Regions from separate parts of the Mus musculus genome. Here region 1 is linked to region 2. The links are chromatin contacts, called in public Hi-C maps. All regions are on one chromosome and are shown on one strand. The core of a region is the stretch at or near the end of the contact, and the rest is flanking DNA. Distances in the headings are between cores, read along the strand shown. Region 1 holds the start of Pcsk2os2 (proprotein convertase subtilisin/kexin type 2, opposite strand 2). Region 2 has its middle 140 kb from the start of Otor.

What was found. A called contact is a pair of places that touch in the nucleus more often than the background predicts.
Region 1: a contact with region 2 is called in a Hi-C map of cerebral cortex, with 1.7 times the contacts expected there. The contact joins the promoter of Pcsk2os2 here to the enhancer-like site in region 2. A contact is called at or near these places in 6 of 39 promoter capture datasets (the 3T3-L1 cell line, cranial neural crest, embryonic stem cells and 2 more), 1 of 484 Hi-C or Micro-C datasets (cerebral cortex) and 1 of 9 other capture datasets (embryonic stem cells).

Annotation. Positions count from the first base shown.
Region 1 is chr2:143,787,555-143,790,702 of GRCm38.p6, reverse strand. It overlaps Pcsk2os2 (proprotein convertase subtilisin/kexin type 2, opposite strand 2), which reads left to right and starts at 1,517. Exons shown (of 3, transcript NR_040625.1): 1 at 1,517-2,846. The region is part of intron 8 of Pcsk2 (proprotein convertase subtilisin/kexin type 2); the gene reads right to left.
Region 2 is chr2:143,216,914-143,219,697 of GRCm38.p6, reverse strand. No RefSeq gene overlaps it. Among named protein-coding and RNA genes, the nearest start is that of Otor, 140 kb to the right of the region's middle. Within about 2 kb of position 1,422, at least 19 of the 459 cell types and tissues checked have an H3K27ac peak or open chromatin away from gene starts, as enhancers often do. A contact at or near this core is called in cerebral cortex and hippocampal neurons, where this site is marked.

The DNA.
Region 1 (3,148 bases), core at 268-2,767, 570 kb before region 2:
GACCCACACTCTGATTAAATTTCAACAAGCAGCATCAGGGCTTGGCCTGGCCTGCACCTGATTAATCACCTTCTCCCAACCAGCCCTGTACACCTCCCTCCTGGATGGGCACTTGAGCCAGTCTCTTGTAAGGGACTCATCTTCATATATTCTAGTACAGAAACCCAATGCTTGTGCTATGCCCCATCCCCACTCAGTCTCATCAGCACCACAGAGGATTGTTGCAGATTGTCGCTAACTATTCCTAAACTAATTATTTACTCTTTCTAGTAGCAGTCCTTAGACGTGATTAATAATGGCGCTGAGATATAGTCATCGGAGCCAGCCAGAATGTTCCAGGCTACCTTGGATGTCTGTGTTCCCTTTATGAGAGAGAAGAACCTCACGAGTCCTGTCACCGTCAAGGTTCTCTCGTGTTGTCTGAATTCTTCCTCTGGTTGTCAGAGGAACGGAAGATGCTGGAGGATGAGATGCTGTGCTCTCTGATGGCTTGCTTGTCTGTTGCTTCACTCATCCTCCTGCAAGGACTGCATTCTTCCATCCACACAGTGAATCTCTGATTAGATTGTGCTTTAGCTGAGCTCCACTGACTGTGACAGGTGACAGATGGCATCCTCGATCCCCTGGACCTCAGAACCTCTTGTGTATGGTTACTTCCCAAGAGGCTGAAGGCTTCTCCATGAACCTGCTCTTTGGCTTTGACTGGTAGGGCACAGCCACTCCCCCCACCCCTCTTTTTAAATCTTAGCTCCTTTGCTAAGATAAATATACCTTTACTGTATGTTCTACGTGGATTTTTGATATCCCATGATTTTTATCGCTCATGTAGGTGACTGGCTTGAGTACATGGTCTGTACTGACCTTTTCTGGTTCTCGTTACACCTCCCTATTTGCTCCTGGTACTCACTTTGCCTCCCAAATAACATCAACTCAAATCCTGAATGTAGAGATAATCTCTTGTGCACTATGTTGACAATTCATCTGTTAATAAGAAGCTGATTGATCAGTGAGCTGAAGCAAAATTAGAAGATAGGACATCAGGAGGGGGGAGGGAGAGGAGGATGATTCAGGGATAGAGACAGGGGAAGAAGAGGTTCAGCCCCACACAAAGAGGAAGAGGTGGCATGTAACTGAGGACCAGCTAACCAGTCACATGGCAGAACATAGAAGAGAATGACAAGATTTAAGTCCTAAGCTAGTTAGGGAATGAGCCAAGGCTTTTGCCTAGGCACTTATTCATATATAAGAAGCTTCAAAGTTGTTATTTCGGGGAAGTTGGTGTAGGTGGAATGCTTGAGGTTACACCTGAACTTGAGTTCAACTCAAGTTCAGCTCAGATCTTAAACTCAAGTCTTGTCTCAGGGTTTGCTTTCGGGAGATCCCAAACTTACACTGTGTCCCAGTTAGGTTTCTATTGCTGTGATAAAACACTGTGACCAGGAGCAACTAGGGGAGGAAAGAGTTTGTCTCAGTTAACAATTTGTAGTCCCTCTTCCAGAGAAGTCAAGGCAGGAACTCAAGGCAGGACACTGGAGGCCATGGGGGACAGCTGCTTACCAGCTTGCTTTCCATGGTCTGCTCAGCCTGCTTCTGTCTAGCACCTACAGTGAGCTGGACCCTCCTGTATCAGTCACTACTTAAGAAAATGTACCATAGGCCTGCCTACAGGCCATTCTGGTGAAGCCATTATCTTGATGGTGGTCCTATCTTTTCAAATGTCTCTAGCTCATGGTCAAGGTAACACAAAACTAGCCAGCACAGGTAGAGATTAACCATGCAGAATCTCCGTTACCAACTTCCCAGCTATACTGTGAAAAACGCTTTAACTATAAACCGAATATGTACACTACAGAGTTAAAGAGGCAACAAACCAAGGGCAAAGAGGTCATTCTTTTCCTGGGATTCTGCAGACCAAACCCAGAGCCTTGTGATTGGCAGGAAAGCACTTGACCACCGAGACATGCCATCTGCTAGTCTCTTTCCTTCTGTCTTGCCTATTCTTTGATGCCTTTTCAAGCATTTACTGAAAAAAATTTAGAAGTGGCCCACTGACATTTCTAAAGATTCAAATAGATGAGGTTTGTGTGTGAAGCAGATGATAGGCACTTGTGAATGGCAAAGACTATGCCAAACAATGTGGGCACTGTTAAGAGTAGAGACCCATCTCTTCATCTCTTTCTCATTTCCATGGCTATTATATTCATAAAAAAGCCCCTTTGCAGAATGTTAATAGTCAAAGACAAATGTAAGAACTGCCTCTCAGTGATACTCACAGTCAGATTCCTGTGTGTGGATGATATCATCTTTCCCAGGTGGGTTTTTCTTTAGAGTAAGTCAAATAACTGATATAGAGGAGCCCTTTGCTTTTATATACTATGCTGTCACTTACAAAGCATCCCAAAACTGTCTAAAAAGTGTTATCTTGAAACAAAGCCCAGGAAAAAGTCAAATGAGAAAACATATTCCCCACTGCACGGTGCACTCTCCTCTCCAAAATATTTGCATGCTGTTGTCTGAAGGTAAGCCATGAAGATTTTTTTCTTCCTTTCCAGCAATCTTGGCATGTGATGCAGAGCCATCCCACTTGAGAAGGCTGTTCAGTTGCAGGCAGGGAGGTTACAGATGGAGCAAAGAGAAGGATCCAGCTCTGAGGTGTGACATTCTGAGGCATGGTAAATGACAGGAGCCGCCCAGGGATGCCCTGTTTCAATGAGATCTGCACTGCATATGTGGACAGAGGCATTTGTTGCAGACTTGCCTGACCCTTCCAGCTTTAGGTGCCAAAACACACCACATCCACTGTCATCTGGTCCTGGGTTGGAAGCATGCTTTTTGTCAATCATGAGGTGAGTCACGTGTTAAGAAGGCAAACTGCTGATGTGTCTAAATGTGCTTTGGCTACTTGAAACAGGGTAGCAATGCCACCTCCTGCCACCAGGTCCTATTGGTAAGCCTTTTTCCTGTGCCATCTAATGTCAGGGCCCTCCATACAGTTTTAGATTGGCTCAATTGCAATGGCAGATTGCCACAACCTTGCACCAGGGCATCATTTTGTTAGTTTGCCAACAGGCCCTACCCAAGTGTAGGAAGTGATGGATGGTGGATGACTGGCAGCTGTACAATTCTAGGACTCTGCGCTTCTTGAACC
Region 2 (2,784 bases), core at 173-2,672:
TGGAGGTAGAAATGGTTCTCCTATGGGGAAAGACAAGAGACAGGAAAGTAAGAGGTGTACAGGAAGAGGGTGTGTGCTGTACCCACATTGGTTTGATCACAGAAGCCTGGTTAACATTATTATCCCATGTCAGCTCTTCAAACATACACATTCCCAGGCAGGGCATCATATACTCCCTCCTACAGCCCCATTCTCTGTTTTTCTCTTAGTTACATAACAGATATGGGCTTGTAATGTACAAAGCAGTACTCCAGAAGCAACAGACAATACAAAAGCAAGTCAGATGTTATCCTCCGTAAGCTCAATGACAATGGACCATCAGCCTGGGAAATAAGGAAGGCCTTATGGAGAAGAGGACCTGCATTTGACTTGAGGAACAGTTATTAGGGGAAGAACATGGGTAAAGGGATCAGAAAGTGGGAATCCAAAATGGGAGATTAGGTGCAAGGAAGACTGAGAATTGTGAGTTTTAGGTCAGCCTGGTACCTTGGTGAAACACTCTCCATAAAAGTGAAAATACAAAAAAAACCAAAAACAAAAACAAAAACATGGAAATCAGGAAGAAGGATGAAGAAAGGCTGAATGTACAACTGGCTCAACATGCGAAAAGTCCTGAATTCAAGAGGTGAATTTAAAAAGACACAGATGAGGACAGGACATAATAGCCATGGGTCATATTTGATAGTAACTTCATTACTGTGGTCAACATTTCAAAGTTCATTAGAGAGACAGCTGAAGGGCAGTTCAGTGCCTAAGGAGCAAGTAAAAAGATTTGCAGCTGTCAGCTAGGACACCATAATAAAACCTCACAAACACAGGCAAGGGAGCTTAAACAACACAATGTTATTTACTTATCACAGTTCTGGAAGCTGGAAGTCGAAGAAGAAGGTATTGCGTGGCCTCGTTTCCTCTGGCTTCTTTTCTGAGCTGGCACAGCAGACGCCTTTTATCTTTTATACCCATGTAGTCTAGCCTTTGTTCTATGTCCAAATATCTTTTTCTTAAGATGATACAAATCGGATGTCCTTTAATTGCTATCACTTTAACCCACTTGCTTCCTTACAGACTCTACTTCCAAACTCAGTCACAGTCTGAAACACGGGGGTTAGAACACATACATTTTCAGAGGACACACCAGCCCATACCATGGGGTAAGATGGAACATGAGGAGGACCTTGAGTGGTCACTTAAGAGGCTTTTCAGCAACCATGGCAGGCAATGGCCTCAGAAAGAGGCAAGAAAGTTCTATGATGAGCATTGATTGGCTGTCTTTATTCCTCAGGAGGAAGATCTCACTACCAAGAGTTCTGCAAAGCATGCAGGGAGAACAAAAAAGGCAGCTAGATTAACTCGCCAAGATCCCTGGACCCAAAGTCGTCACTTCTCACTGCCTCTCTGTAGAGAGAGGGTTGCTTCTGACAGCCCACCCACGCACAACAAAATGTCTCATTGCTCTGTGGGCTCCGTGCATTGGCATCACATCCCCTCATGCCTGGAATCTGAACCACCGCCAGGACATTCCTGAGTGACAGCTCCCATGAACTAATTATTAATGTTCTTGGCACTGAGGCTGGGTGGGCATTTATTCCCATTACTCAGGGCTGGTGATAGATGGGGATTTGCACAGGCTGCATAATTTCTTCATGTCTCCATAAGTCTCTGCCTTCTGCTGGCATTTTAAGGAATGTATTTTTACAGAAGTTGGCACTATTCAGTAATTTTCCAGGAGGGCACATTGCCCAGGCCAGATGGACATATTTTTTTTTCTGGTTCCAGCTGGTAAGTCCTGTTTGATAAGATCCTATCCCATCCTACTTGAACAAGGATGCACAATTTGCTTGCAAGTTGGGTAGTGAAAAATGACCCTAGTGGCAGGTTGTGACAGAGGGCTGAGGTGGGAGGGCCACCCTGGGAACTACAACTATTGCCAGAGTCAGAAGCTCCACAATCACAAACCTGATGAGTGCCAAGGAAGGGCATTTCTGTTTGAGCATACATTGTGGGGCAGGCTGTCTTGAAGCCCTAAAGAGTTTCTCCTTTATAGCATTGATATCTCTGTTCCTCTCTGAATCTTTCCATGGTTAGACAGAGAATCCTGACATGGTCAAGACATCACTACAGTGTCCAATTTTACTGCAATATGGGATCCTTTGCTATCTGTCATACAGAGCAGGTGTCAGCTCAGGTCTCCTTGCACATCATCCTCAGCAGGAGAGTGCACACCAAGCAGGCAGGTCGCATACCACTCTGGACATGGTGCCCAGTGCATGGCAAAGACCTCCTGGAAGATAGTCCTTGGGCTCTACATATGGCTTCGCTTCTCTCACTTTTTGATAAGCACGAGTCTAGAGGGACTGAGTCCAGGCAGCACTTTCGAAGAAAGCCACTTTACCTAAGAAGTAGTGCTGGGCACACCTTTGATCCCGACACTTGAGAAGCAGAGGCAGGCAGACTGAGTTCAAGGCCAGCCAGGTCTCCAGAGTGAGTTCCAGAACATCCAAGGTTACACAGAGAAACCCTGTCTGGAAAAAGCATTGGGGAAAGGGGGGAGTAATGGCACCATCAGTGAATAAACACACCTGACTTGTCTCTCCTTTCCTTCTCTGTAATTGGGCATAATTTTACATCTGTTGAATGTTGATCACTTTTATATCTTCTCCCCATCTGTTTCTCTTTCTGATCTGGAGTCTGTGTGTGTAAGAAAGTGGCCCCTCTCTGAATTCTCTCTACTCACGCATCTCATGTTTTCCTTCTGGTGAGGATCCTACGGCTGCACTCTGCCTA